Regions from separate parts of the Dromaius novaehollandiae genome. Here region 2 is linked to region 1. Evidence: chromatin contacts called from public Hi-C data. All regions are on one chromosome and are shown on one strand. Each heading gives the region's core, a stretch centred on a gene start, on an enhancer-like site or on the middle of the called end of the contact. The rest is flanking DNA. Distances are from core to core; before and after follow the strand shown. Region 1 overlaps FRMD4A (FERM domain containing 4A). Region 2 overlaps FRMD4A (FERM domain containing 4A).

Region 1 (7,405 bases), core at 4,707-7,206:
CCTGTCTCCTAAGCAGGCCCCGAGGATGGGTATAGTGTGGTGCAACCCTGTGCAGTGGTTCTTTTGTTGCATCCTTACATGGAAACACCAAACTTCAAGGCTTTTCAATTACTCAGAAATATATTGTAGGTTATAATCCCACAGTGGCTCTTGAGATCTGAAAGGAGCTTCCTGCGCATGAGCATTGTGCAGGGGCTTTGTCTAGACTCCGTTTGCATGCTACTGCTTTGCAAAGAGTCTCCCAGCTTTGCTTTCCCAGGAAACCAACAGAGACTGGTGTTATGATTATCTCCAAAAGCTCCAGAGGTGTGAGGAATCCTAATGACTTCTCCAGCAATGGTGCTTAAGAGTTGGACACCACAGGCCATCCTATTTTGAGGAAATTTCTGACATTTTGACATCTTTGGTTTCTGACATTTGGTTTCCGAATGAAATCCCTAAATTGTGCAGTTCCCCATGCACACTCAACATAGTATGCACAGTGGTCATGCAGACCGTGGCAGGCTGGGTTTTAGTGGAACCACATTTAAATCAAGCTCTTTTTGAAGGTTTCTATTTAAAAAAAAAGACCACAAAACCTGATGAAAAGAAAAGATCCTAGGAAATTTTTTCCCTGGGTCTACTAATCTTGTATGTTTTTCTGAAATGCAGTGGTTAGCATGCAAACTAGCTCTTGTTAACCCCTAGCCATTGCTGCAATGCAAACTTCTCCCTCTGGTAAACTGCTAATTTCACCAGCTAAGGCTCTGACCTTGAACGTAGAAGCCAATACACTGGTATGGGCAAACTGTCTAGGAGTCTTAAGTGAGCGTTACACCAAGCCAAATCCTAAAGTCAAGAATTAGGCAGCTTTATATTAACAGAGGATCTGGCTCACCGTATTATTGGCATATGCAAAAATTAATCACATCCTGCAACAATGTTCACAGGATGCGGTTGATTTATTACTAATCCTGCACATTCTTGCAGTTGCTGATCCACTGCCAGAGGGTATCGTAACGATGCAGCTGGCATTCCTGTTGTGATGGCCATCAATGTGGCCAGCGCGAAGGACTGCTACAGGGCTCCTTAGCAATATAACTGTATTTGCAATCTGAGCTCAAAAATCAAGCTCTGTAGCTGTGGGTTTAAGAAGTTCGGCTTCTATATGGAGCAGTCACAGAGAAGAGGAATATATAACATGCGCAGACTAGGAAGGTATAGAGAAAAGGTAAAATATTTCTAAGTATTCAGATCTTCAGAACAAAACTGCTCTTGGCTCAGACTAAGGGAGTTTCTATTGCCCAGCTCCTCCAGGCTAAGCGGTCCGTGGCTGCGATGTGTCACGAAGCTGTGCATCACCTTGAGACAGAGATGTTTTGTGATCAAGAACGGAATGACACAGCTACGGCAGCGCTGTCATCCTGAAATACCGCTGACCCTCCCAAGGTTAGGCTGTGGAAGAAAAGAGATGGAAACAGCAGAAATGCTCATTCTCAGAGGGTGTCTTGCTTTGTTTTTAGCCTAGGCTCTGCCAGGTATTACACATCTCAAATTTTAAAATTTACCACCAAATATTTGGAGCAATCGAGACACACTGCCTTTACTTTCACAGTATTTATATTATATGCTTGTCTTAAGCTTTAAAAAAAATTGCAGGTAAAAGATTTTTTTCTTTTAAAAAGTCAAAATAGGAGATTGTCAGGCATTTTCCCACTTTTTCAGAATAAGGCAATAAGGCATAAAGACATGATGCACAATACCACCTAGCAAAACACACATGAGTTTGCAGAGCATGACTGCTTTCTCTGCTGAAAAACTGCCTTTTATTAACAGTTCTGCAGCTTAGCAAAACACTGCCTTTGTCCAGTGGCTGACCATGCAGACAGCATTAAATGCTGCTGTTGATCGGGATAGGCTAAGCCTATCCCCGCAGCAACAGGCTCATTAGGAGTGCAAGCAGCAAGATGAGATGAGATTTATGCAGATCAGCTTGTTCCCCATGGAAGAGCCTCCTTTTTACAGGCCAGGAGAATCTCATTTTCAGAGCAAGCATGATGTATTTTCCAAGCTGTGCTGTGAAGATAGCCACACAGGAGGGTCCCACTGAGCTCACAGGCTGCGTCAGGAGACTTTGTCCCACTGAGATGTTTCCCCATGTCATGAGTTGGGCATCGTTTTAATCCCCCAAAAGGCAGCTGGAGCTGGAATTGCCTTTTTAGTGGTAAGGCTGGCTTAAATGCACATCGCGCTATGGCCTTCGGCACACAGCTCTGGACGGTCACCTGGAGCTCTCTGTGCACCCGATAGAAAGCACTTCAGATCCTCTCCTTTCAGCTCATCTTCAGGTCAGAGGAGGGAACCACTTTTTGGAGGTGCTGATGACTGTAGAGGGAACATGGGGTGACCAGCTCAGTGACCTGCTGCAGAAGACCCCTGCATCACCTGGGAACCCATCCTTGTGCGAGGGTCCTCCTTGGGACTCCTCTAATTGGAGCTGGGGTAACCCTGGGAGAGAGAGACGGCAAACCAAAGCCGGTAGGAAGTCGTCCAGCCTGGCTGCTAATTATTCCATATGGAAAGCAAACTGACTGAGCAAATCGTGAAACATGAGGGCTGTCAGCATCAGAGGCAGATTCGCATTAGGGATGACAGGCAGTACCTGGTTCTCCTGCTTTATTTATTTATTTGGTGACAAGCTGTCATTCGGTGAATAACCTGGAGTTTTCCTCTCAGTAGTTACTGCTGTGCTCCCTCGGGGGTAACCAAGGGGGAACGCAGGCCAGATGCCCTGCTCCTGATGCCAGTGTCATCCTGTGGGACCTCAGTGATGGCCCTACAGCGCCAGGGGAACTGAATGCAGAAAAAGGCCCAGCACATGGTCCCAAAGTCCTGGGAGGAGATTAGGAGTCTCCCAGCCACGGCAAAGGGAGAGCAAAGAGAGTTTCAGGGCTGGCCCAAACAGCCCAGGCTACAAGCTTCACGTGGTACTCAAAGGAAGGGCTTCTCCCACATTGCTGCCTGCTTTTCATTACTTACTCCTATTCAGTTACTCAGAGGGAAGGGAAGGGAAGGAGCAGCCCCACAGCTTCAAACACCCCAGACACGATCTGTTACAGCTGGGTAATTCCAGGCATCTTGGATGTGCAAGGCCTGATTAAACTGTGATGGTTATAAAGCATGTAGCAGCTTTGGGACTGCCTTAGCAGAAGTATTGCAGAATAGCTTCAGCACAGCTGCCACTGGCTCTGGGCCTAACTGAAATATGTGCATCACCAGAGGAACAACTATACATTAAAATAGATACCTAAACATATATATAAATATATATATATATATGTGAATGTGTGTGTGTGTGTGTGTGTGTGTGTGTGTGTGTGTACCAGAAAGTGATATAAAATAAGAAATTAAATACCAGGTTCCTTGCAGCAAACTTTGATTTTATTCTCTAGGCAATTTTAAGGAGGGGGAGGTAGTTTCTGAGTCAGGACATTTCTTCTTGTGCCAGGAGCTGAGTTCCATGTCCAAGTGGAAAAGATGCCAATTCAAATACTTGAAAAAAGTGGTGGGTTTCTCAGTGGCTGGGCTTTATAATTTACAGGCACATCACCCCATAATTAGTTGCCTCAAGGTCACTGTGACCATGAGTCTTAACTTGGGCTCAACTGAGACCTACGCTCTGTGCATCTAAAGGCATGTGGCGTTCTGCTGCAAACTTGCTGGTCAAGACACCAGGGTAACATTAGACACCAAACGCTGTGCATGAGATGTGGCAGCATACTTAGACATTGGGATATTTGGGCTGCCCATAACTGGACTCTGAACCAAAATCTACCAAGTTCAGCAGGATTCTTGATTTTACCCCTTTTTTCCCCTTAGCTGTCTGTGGATAATAATAAATCATAATCATATAATTATAATTGTAAGCCAATGACAATCTTTTCAAACACGCATAACAGAAAGAGAAGTGTAAATGCTCTCCAAACTTATGCTTTTGCAAAGTGATTATGACAGCCTCTCTTCTGCCTCGTGTCTACTATAGCCTGCAGCACTGGTACCGAGCACAGCAGCAACTTTAGCATGGGTTATTACCTACGCAATGGCTGTATTTTTATTTTGTTATACTACACACCTTAAAATGGGGGTCCAGCCAAGTGTAAAGGCTCCAGACATGTGTCCCATCCTACATGATTGAGGAGTTGAGTCTGCTCCGGTGTTTTGCAGGCACAGGAGGACGGAGGGGAACGCTGTGCATTTCCGAGGTGGGCGAGCTTACGCTGCCTTGCTCTTGCCCGCAGCAGCAGGCGTGGTGGCTGCTGCTTCTGTAAAAACTCCTGACAGGCAGGCAATGAGGTGGGCCATTTTCTCATTCCCATCATACTCCTGTCTTTTTTAGCATGCAAGCCTTAAGCCCTCGGCTTTTTTTCTTATTTGTATATTAAAGTCAGGCGATCCTTCAACAGACGGTGGCATCTTGAAGCAGATTTTGTTAATGACCTCTGTGGTTAAGTAGCTGATGGCTCCTCCTTGCTCTTCCAAAGCCCGTCCTAGCAGGGCTGGGCTGGCGGCTTGCAAGTGGCCAGGGTTGGTTGAGCCCAGCAACAGTCATGCAGAGCAGAAGGGGCACAGGGCAAGAGTGCCGCGTCCGCTCCAAAAAGGCAGAGCCCAGGAAGGGCTGGTTATGTGTGGCTGGTTACGTATATGCCTCCGGAGTGGGCTGGCACCCTTGCACACGGCTCACGAAATGCTGCCAGTAGAGCCAGGGTGTTTGGTTCAAGGAGGGAGCAGCAGGGCACAAAAACCAGCCAATCTCATGCGATAGCCCCAGCTGGCAGGGAGATGCAAGGAACAACGCTGGGGAAACAGGCCCACCCGCGTGAGCGCCTGCTGCAGAGGGCTGCACAGCAGGCATCTGTATTTGTGATATTTATGTCGCTTTAGGCGTTTCTGGCTTCGGATGAAGAAGGGGGTTTGGGTAGTCCGGCTCCATGGTGCTGCTCTGTAATTAAGTCTAAATGCCACTTTTCACTCGGAGGCAACTGGAGGCCACTGCAGATTGTACTAGGGGTTAGCCACGACCTTCAGAAAAACATGAGCTGCAGAAGAATAAGCTGTGTTCACTGCGCTTTGTCAAAATGCTAAATAACGGCCCTGCCAAAGTTGGTAAATATTCTGTCGAAGGCCCAGAAGACCACAAAGAGTGTGTTTTAACCGTTGCCAGTAGGAAATCTGCATCTGGCAGAGGTCCTGTTCTGCACGGGGAGCCACGTGAGCTTTCAGAGTTAGCATTGTGCCTTGAATGCATTTTTCATCAGACCTCCTCGTTTCTAGGGATGCTGTTATCAACAGAGGACCTGGTTTTATTATTAAGTAGCAAATCAATCCTGCTATGCTGAGCACAATCCAATTATTGCTTGTAGTTACTGTAGGCTGAAGAAGTCATAAATAAATGAGTATGCCGGAGGTATTTAACGTTTCAGTCCCGCCATAAGCACCCAGCCCCTCATTCGCACTGCGTGTGCCAGCTGGGCATTGATTCGGCTGTAAATTGCTTGGTTTCACGGGGGGGATCTTTGGTCTGGGCGGCAGCGCAGGCTGGTCAGGGGACAGACTGCTGTGCGAGCAAGCCCAGGCAATTGCGGGATAATTGGAGGTAAATGCAGAGCTTGCTTTCTTCTTTTGTTTCCCACGTGAGCTTACTTGTCGGTCTGCGGGCACTGCCGGAGTCCAGGAAAGGACCTTTGCAATAACCTGGTCGCCCGTCAAGGGACTTGGAGGGACGGCGCTGCTGCCAGCACTCAGTTTTGTTCTCTTCCCGCTATTCCCAAAGCACCTCCACTGTTTATTTTCATTTTTAGATCCCTCTTTTCAATAGATTTAAGTAGTGTTCAGTGGGAAGAAAGCATCTTATAATATACATGCACATAGTTATTCACCACCTTGTTAGCACGATGATGTATGAACAGCCACACAAGCAAAACAGCGCTCAGCTGTGATGTAACCACACTCACTACTGAACGGACTCATTTAAAAGGTATTCCCTTACATCTGGCCTTTTTTTCCTTTTTTTTTTTTTTTTCCCTCTCCCTTTCCTCCAGACCATTATTCTAGTTCTGCTCATTAGGATCGTTTTGCAAGGTCCACCCTCGGTCAACACTGCTTTAAGAGCAAAGAGCTGCCGCTGCGTGAGCCCGTGTCCACACCAAAGCAGCATGCACAATGAATGAGCTCTGCGGACACGGTGACAGCAATAAATAATAAATAAATGATGCTGGGGTTTCACATACACACTCATTGGTATTCAACTGTACAATTAAATGAATCATTTTTTCTAACTGTTTTTATTATTATTATTATTATTCACTGTTTCTGCCAGTGAGTGCATAAAAATGACATTTACAATCCTTCGCCACAATTTATGCAGTTTCATCCCTGGTCACTTGATAATGCAGAAATCAGTCATCTCTGCTAGTTTAGCAAAAGAGCCGATTTTGCACCAAAGCGGGTGGCAGCATCTCTTTTCTGCTTGTTTCAAGCAACAAGTGACTTTCAGTCCCGCACCACTTTAAGGATTTTGTTTAGTGGGAATAAAAGGATGAGAGGGAAATGGGGTATTTCCTATGGATTGCCTTGTTTATTTGCTTGGGCTTGCTTGTTTCTTTGTGAGGGGAAATCAGCAGGAAAAAGAAACTGTAGTGAAAGGAATTTCTTCTTTCGTGAAAGGAACGACTTCCAGATTTCCCTCCGGATGTTTTGTACAGCCCTAAATAAGATTTTCAGAAACCTGCTATTGAAATCAGCTCCTGTAAAGAGTTGTGTTGATATGAGCAGATTGACCTGTTATCAGGCCTCTCCCACTCTCGTCAGTCCTGGATACTATCTGAATTTTATCCAAAATGACTATCTGTAGCCTTGAGATTTGCTAGAGCCCAGAAACACTGCTTGCCATCCTGCTTGCGTTTCCACGTGTCCCTTCACTGGACGTAGGGCCGTGAAGAGCCAACGGGCCAGAGACCAACCAGGTCCTGATGCTGGAAGGTCTCTTGCAGGGCTCAGGAGCAAGTCAGGGTCAGGGTGCACGCTCCACGTTGCTTGAAAGCTAAGAAGCATCAAAGCATGCAACAGTCTACACAAATATCCTTGGAAATTAGAATGCTAGTGACATGAGAAATTGTATTTCTAGGTAGGATCCAGCCTAAGGAGGAGGCAGAAATTCAGAGGCCATTGGATTTCTCTACGGGAGTTTTCAGTGGCACTGACCTCTCTCAGTTGGTCATAAAAGCAACCCATTTAGGCATCAGTGGCTTCACTGGCCTAACCCAGATGTGCAAACGGGGTGACTGCTGGGATGTGGTGCCTCCCTTACTCCTCCACACCTCACTACCCTTTAACGCTTTAAAGGTTTTCCACGTGCTAAGTTGGGGTT
Region 2 (7,566 bases), core at 4,735-7,234, 85 kb before region 1:
CACATCCTCCTACTTGCTAATGAGATTATGGGCTCTAATGCCCTCCTCCAGAGGGACCAGAAATCCCCTTTCTGTAGAGGACTTAGAATATAGAGGGAGGATGATTAAAAGTCGGGTCTTATCCAGAAGTGTCATATTGGTGTCTATCCACTGGCAGCAACACCCTACTCCACACGCCGAGGAATACCTGCAAACTCCCACATCCCACTGTGGTGAACTTCTGACTTCATACTCATAAATTCTCTGGAGAATATATTAATCACCACTGGTGATGACATCATTGAGCAGAGGAGGGGAGCGTATGGCCCATGGCACTAAGCTGCATTTTATGTAGTGTGAGCCTACATTTTGAGTAATCAAAACCAGAAGCATCCACTCTCAGGTCTCTCTTAAAAAGCAAAAAGCCCTCTTAGAAAGCCCTCAAAGAAGCACATTTATAACAAAAATAGCAGAGGCCCACTGGAATCTGGGGTCCCTTGTGCATCCCATGTGCCCCATATACTTTTGGCCATGACCTCTTTAGTGCAGGATGGTATTTGGTAGTCCAGACCCAAGCCTGTTGGCACAGAACAAAAAATAATAGAGATCTCAGCTAATTAATGCCAGCAAAGGCACTGCTTAGGAAAAGAAGCATTTTGGCCTTGATATTGCAGCAGGATTCACTGCAATACAATGGTTCAGGCTGTTGTTTATCCCTACTGTGATACTGAGGTAATGTGTGGGAGCACCTCTCAAGCCCTCAGGAACCTGGACTGGGAAGTGACTTTTTCTGTGTCTGATGTGCAGAAAGTTCAGTCTATTTTAATCTCCTCTCCAAGCCTTCACTGAAGAGGCAGGTCTGTTTGTCCTCATCATGGAGCTTCCAGTGTTTGCAAAGGGGGCATCTTCATGGTCCATGTTGGCTTAGTTCTATTCACTACACACATATAGGTAACCAGGCCAGATATGGTCCATCGTAAGATTGTGATTTGTACAGTACATTGAACGCAAAGCATTTTAGCTGTTTCTTCAAACTCTCTGATGTCTTTACTATGACATCTGTAAGTAAAAGATCATTTATATGTGTGGAAAGGAAGATAATGTTGGCATCTTTTGTACTAAATGTCTCTGATAGAGCAAGCAAGAAGAAATGGCAGAGGATAAGCAAAACAACAGACAAAGGAGAATTGTATGGCTGATGGCACCTAAAATGATGGGAAATTGAAGGAGAGGGTTCATGTCTCAGATCATCCTGGGATGAGACCTGAAGACTCAGTCCTTCCAGCTTTAAGAGGTGGGAAGCTGCAAAAGTGGAGCTGGGTCTCCATCTGGGTCGGACCTAATTGTCTCAGTGTAAAACCAGTGTAAGTCAGTTATTTTACTAAGCTAGTCCTGCTATTTACTACTGTAAATGAGAGGTCAGCCAGGCCTTCTGTATCTACAGTGGGCACACCGGGCTGAATTCATCATTGTTTTAACTCAGAGAAGCCGGTGACTGACCAATGGAAAAAGAAGAACTAGGGTTTGACAGACCCAATTTCTGTTACTGTCTCTGACTTCCTCGGTTACCCTCAGTGCAGACCAGAACTTCACCAGGGCTGAGCTCTGATTCCAAAGTGCTGGGTAAAACCTACCCTGAGCAAGACTGTGCTCTCAATCTTCTCTCCATAACATTTTCTTCTTTCTCTTAGTATCACTTTATTTTGCCAAAGTCAATATTTCAGGTGTTGTTTGCTTTTAATTTGACGTTTATTTCCAGCATTCAGATTTTATTAATGCGGCCCCCTTATATAATTGTTTGTCAGCATTAATCCAGGAGTGTATATCATTAGTAGCTAGAAGTCGTGTAACTTCTAAAAGGCTTTCTGACATAATTTGCTGCCCTGTTAACAGTAGCAATAATTTGAGCAATTAGTGAGGCCTCGACATGGGCTTTAACTTCTCCGTCACATAGGAATACCTCCTTGGTGCAGCTGTCACACTATTTATACTCACCAGTCAAGTCCCCGACTGAAATAGTGCCCCAAGAGAGCAGCGTGTAATCAGTCCCTTTGCAATGACTGGATGAGCACTAAGTAAATACTGGCCTTGATTATATTAACGAAGCTGCTTGGGGATTGCCCATCCGGGAATCCCCAGACACCTCCTGATAGAGCAATGTCAGACGGTCTGTGCACTCACAGCATCCTTTCCCCCGGCCCAAGGAGATCTCCAGCAGTCCCTTTGCCAACAGCCACCCTTTCGAATACAGAAGGGTTGCTTCAACCTCCTGGAGGCAGAACCAGCTGGGAGCCTCCACCAAGAGACCCAGAAGCAACCTCCCAACTGCTCAGCCTCAGAGGCTCCCACTCACCCTCCTCTGCCTCGGTCTTCTCTAGCCGGTCCTGGCTGCAGTGGCTTTGTCCCCGAGGCTAAACATATCTCTGTGACCCCTTGTATAAAGTGCAGGGCAGCAATGTTAATGGGAGACCTTACATCAGTAAGCACTAGGCCAAACTTCTGCAGATTCTCACTGCTGTGTGGTGTATCACTGCCTCAGAGGAGGGCTCCAGGTGGCAAAGTTGTGGGTTTTGTAATCTCGGACATTGGACAGGGAATTGAGGCAGGGACGTGATATGTTAAGGAGCATGAAAACTCATGATAGAGCCTCACACCCTAAATGTACTTCTCCACCTGGAGACCATCCCTGTCCCTAGCCACACAGGATTAGGGCCTGAATCAGAACAACCACGAAGAGCAATGCAAGTCCTTGACTATCCAGTCAGGCAAGATTCAGCCCACGGGACCTTTCAGTGCCTGTGACATAGAAAGAGATCCTTTATCTCTAGGAATAAATAACCATATTAAACACCATGGAAAAATTCACATGGAAAAAGACCCTGTGCAACGTCATTGCTTAATGCCACCACGTTAAATCGCTATTTTTGGATCTCATTAAAATAGATACAATCTGCACATGAAATAAATTAGCCACCTTATAATTTTGAATTCAGTTACAGATTTACTGTTAAGAGTAGTAATTAATTAACTTGCTCTGCTCTCTAGTATCGAGGCCCTAATTCAACTCAGCTTTTAGGTGGGGCTTGTTCCTGGATGCCTGAGAGGAGCTTCCCTTGCGTGGCAGAGCACAGGCCAGAAAGCATGCTCAACAGGGCGTCCCCTCTGCCTCCGCGCTGCAGGCTCCAAGGGCTTCACACCAGGCAATACCCCTCTAGGTCCACCACCCCACACCCTCAGCCCTTCCTGCACACGTCAGGACCCATGCAAGACTTGAAGGTCACCTGCTTGGCTCAGCAGTGGCTGGGTGATGGCACTGCAAGAGTGACTGGGGTACACAGCGACAAAATTTGCAGGTTACAGTCCCTGAAGGATGTGTTTATATGAGATGGCTAAACCGCATGCTTGTGAGAAGTCTGGACTGGAGGCAAAATGCAGCTGGTTTATAGGTATTTAATATACCATGTTGATTTACTATAGATAGTGTGCTCAGAAGGGATCTTTGTGACCACCTAATCTGCTCTGCAACATGACACTGACCCCCCAGTCCCATTCCTACATCATCTGTGTGAGGAAATATCTGCTCCTGGAAGTCTCTTCTACAGGAAGGGTGTTTGGAACCAGGTTCAAGTTGCCTCCTAGACTTACCCTTTTCTTATGTTGAAGTTCGTCAGTAGGATTTCAGTATGAACTTAAAGCCAAGCCAAGTCAGATCTGGTGAATTTACAAATAAAATAGCATTAAGTCTGTATTTCACAGAAACAGACCTCAAGACTGACAGGTTAGAAAAGAAAGAGCATATAAAATAATGGTAGGGTAGGCAAAACAGTGCTGTCTGCTTTTGCTTTAGGGAGCCGTTGGCATCCGAAAGTGGGAGAATTTCATTATTTATCTGTGAGTTCCAGCCAGCCATGATCAAACAGGAATAAGTATCTGAAATTAAAGCCCCTCAAAAAAGTGAAATTGAATTGCTGATTTCTCTATAAGGACACCCTGACAGTTGTCCCCAGGGAAATGAGAGACCAGGGGAAAGCATTAAAGGCATAGATGATGTCTTTTCTGCTTTGCATATAACTAACTCCCTGAAAATTGGTATGTCCAAAGGCTTGTGATGACAAAAACAGGACTAATACCCTGGGATCACAAGAGCAATTAGCTGATTCACACGTGAAGTTGGTAACAAACTGGCTGAAAAGCCAACTGCCAGTGAGAGAGCAAGATACAGCAGGCTTGCTTGGATATGGGTCATGCCATGAACACCTCTTGAGATCAAGCAGTAAAAGTAATTAGGGCTGGGAAGGCATGGAGAGAGATTCCCAGATGGAGAGGATGATAGATAAGGAGTCAGCTTTTTATCTGTTGCCAGGCCGTCCGTTCATCCAGTTTTGTGGCTGAGTCAGATCTCTCCTTGACATGTGGGGCTCTGTGGTGGTGGAGCTGTCAGGGTGCCCTTGTTTTCAGTCTGGATTAAAGGTTAGGCAAGCTGAATCTTGCTTTGAGGTTTGGTTATTTGGTTTTGTGTTTATACAACAGAGAAGAGATAAGCTCTTGCCAATGTAAAGCTGGGTTAACATCCCTTCTAGAGGACTAGCAGCTGGGAGCTCAAGCATGGATAACTCAGCCTTGTCACACAAGACTCTCATACCGTGCTGTGTAATACAGGGTGTAGCAGCGATGGCCTTTTCCAAACCTTTGGCCCTGCAGGATGCTTTTGGGAGTCTTACCCAAAGAACAGCTCCACTGTTCTTTGCTCCTTCTTCAAACAGCAGACAAGACAGTCAGCCCTCCACAACCGTGAGGATCTGCAGCACAATCTGCCTGGAGAGCGGTCTGGCTTCGGTCTGATGGTGCATCAGATCAGATGTTTGAGGAGCATGTGGAAAGAACATCCTCTGTTGTTGCAGTTACCAGGATAGCAGTAATATATGTAATTACACAGACAAAAATCTCAGAGGCAAACTTCAAGCTCCAGGGAATAAGCTGATCAGCCCTGGAAGAAATGCTATTCCATAGGACAGTATTGCACAGCTAGGGCTGCTGTGCAGCTCCAGTGCCTTTCTCTCAAAGGACACTAGCCCTCTAGCTGCTAGTAGATGAACTGATGGGCTTTTCCAGTACGGTGACATGCCTTGAGAAGGACAGATCTCCTCTGACAGTGGATGGATAACAGGGCTCATCAAAAATGAATGCATGTCATAGGCTCTGCTTGAAAGCAGCAGTCAGCAGCTAACCTTCAAGCAACCCTCTGGACAGGTTTCCTCTGGGCATATTGTCTCCTGCTGGTGATGGAAGAAGAGAGCAGACAGAGTCCCAGAAGTTACTCTGCCTTGTTTGTTCACAGGAGGAGCTCATGGTGGAGCTTTTCTCTGTGGGATATGTTGAGAGTAGGAAACTGTGGGAAATCCTGCCATAGTGAGCATAGATGTGAAGCTAAACTGGCTTGCTTGAGAAGCCATTGTATGGATACATTTTATTTGTTGGGTAGTGATATGCATGGTACTACATTTAGGATCAGGACTGGCAGTATCAAAACGCATGGTAGTCACAAATTGGGTGCACAGAGGACAGAGAATGCTGGTACCTTCCCATTTCCCTGGGCCTTCTGTGATCAGTGGTGTTCACAGACAACTCCTACCAAGTTCATAGAGGGAAAGGAATATCTATCAAAACAGTCACACTTGCAGTGTGAGTGTGAAGAAGACTTCTTCCCAAGCCCATGCTGCTTTTGAAACTATTCATCCTGTATAGGATTATGTAAGATCCTCCTTGTTTGGACAAAGCAGCAAGGTGTGCCAAAGGTAGATTCCACTATAAACCTGTAGTGGAAGACTTTCAGCAGGGAGAAGAAAAGAAACAGGAGTAACAGATAGAAATTCTGTTTTCATGGGAACTCGGTGGGGGTAGCATTTGGAATGACATGCCCAGGAACTGTTTATCTTCAAGAGCCAGTGAGAAGCAGAGGAAACACTAGGTCGTGCTGTTTCTCCAAATTCTTGCACAGTGGTAATAGGTCTGGCTTGCACATTTTGCTCGGAGACTGAGGGTTGTTTTCTGCTGTGGTTTAGCAGAGAACTTTGATCAATCTGTTTGGGTGTTCCTGTAAGGAAATATATCGCATTTGCTGCATGAAATGCTTTGAGCACAGAGGCAAAGGTGCAAGGCAGGTCTTGATAGGGAACAAGAGCTCCTGCACTCAAATGTGACATAACATTGCTTATATTATGGGGAAGGAATGCTGAATAACAGCAGTAGTTCAAGGGGTTTAATTAGCCTCCCTGCTATTCCCATCAAGAGGGAAAAAATAAAGTGGGAATTCTCTTAGGATACAAACTCAACTGTGTGTTGATGCTAGGCACAAATGAATGCCATCTGGGTGCGGGAAGGAGGCTATTTTATCTGAGTCTATTATACTACCTTAAATGCGTTGACTACTTCACTTTACCTTAAGGCTGAGCATTTAGCAGACTGCTGCAAAGTAATCCTGTGTCTCAGTAGGGGAAGAGCTCAAATGAGTGGTGTATTGGCATTGTTTCCCTCACACAGTAAAGAAAACTCTCTGCTCCCAAAGAAGAGGTTCTTTGTGTTCCTGCTGTTAAACCATGGCTTGTGCCCCCTAAAGCTTTTAAATGAATACATGAAATCAGTGCGGGGATTTTGAGCTCTGTAAAACTCATAGCTGTGTGCACACTTCAGCAGCACACAGGAGCTTTAAGTATTTTCCTTTAATTTAGCAGGAAGCTGTTGCAGCTGCTGTGGCTCTTCAAAGACCATTCTGTGTATTGCTCCTGCACCTGATGAACACAAGGCCATGGTGTTGTTAAACTGCCAGTTTGGAGGGAAGTTGTTTTGCAAGCAACAGACAGTACCGCCTGATGCTCTTAAGCTTGACTATAGCTGCTCCATGTCTGTGTGCGTTACCCTTTCACTCCAGACTGGTCCAGTCAATCCAGCTTCATACCAACGGGGACCATCCTGAGCATTTTGTCCAATCTCTTATCTAAACAAAGGCCGCCTGGACTGTTTTTTCTCTAGTCATGGATTTTCTGCAGCACTTCTTTCTCCTGTAGGGTTTGGATATTTTCCATAAGAAAATGTTTTCCATGAGATTTCTGGTTAAAGAAATCACATGCTGAGGACTCTTTTCTTGACAGCAAACATGTTGTAGACATGCTGTCTCATGTTCTCAGGCAGAACCAAATGGTGAGCCTTCCTTAACCACATGCTAGAAATGCCACTGGATTCAGAGCCACTGGACATGTATTGTGGATCTCAGGAGCTAAGAAAAGAGGAGCACCCTAAATAATTTGCAGGTGGTAAATGGTGGTAGCTCCCCAAGACCCACTGCTGGCTGGTCTGGGCCAGCTTACCTGCCAACTCATTTCATCCCACAGCCAAGGAGTCAGGCTAACCTCATAGTCTCTGACAGACTTTCCACCATCACCACTGACCAAATAATTTATATGTAACCCTAATATTTATGTGTCTGTGCTCTTGTGCCTGCCTTTTTAACCCCATTCCTGAGTTCATGGCTGTAAAATAGCCCTGAGGTTCAAAGAGACTGATAAGAAAATGAGAGGCTTCCGCTATTTG

The links. A called contact is a pair of places that touch in the nucleus more often than the background predicts.
Region 2: a contact with region 1 is called in a Hi-C map of ovary, with 4 times the contacts expected there. The contact joins two enhancer-like sites. A contact is called at or near these places in 2 of 4 Hi-C or Micro-C datasets (brain and ovary).

The regions. Positions count from the first base shown.
Region 1 is chr1:4,382,467-4,389,871 of bDroNov1.hap1, reverse strand. All of the region lies in intron 1 of FRMD4A (FERM domain containing 4A), which reads left to right. Among named protein-coding and RNA genes, the nearest start is that of FRMD4A, 130 kb to the left of the region's middle. Within about 2 kb of position 5,956, at least 1 of the 2 cell types and tissues checked has open chromatin away from gene starts, as enhancers often do.
Region 2 is chr1:4,466,884-4,474,449 of bDroNov1.hap1, reverse strand. All of the region lies in intron 1 of FRMD4A (FERM domain containing 4A), which reads left to right. Among named protein-coding and RNA genes, the nearest start is that of FRMD4A, 43 kb to the left of the region's middle. Within about 2 kb of position 5,984, at least 2 of the 2 cell types and tissues checked have open chromatin away from gene starts, as enhancers often do.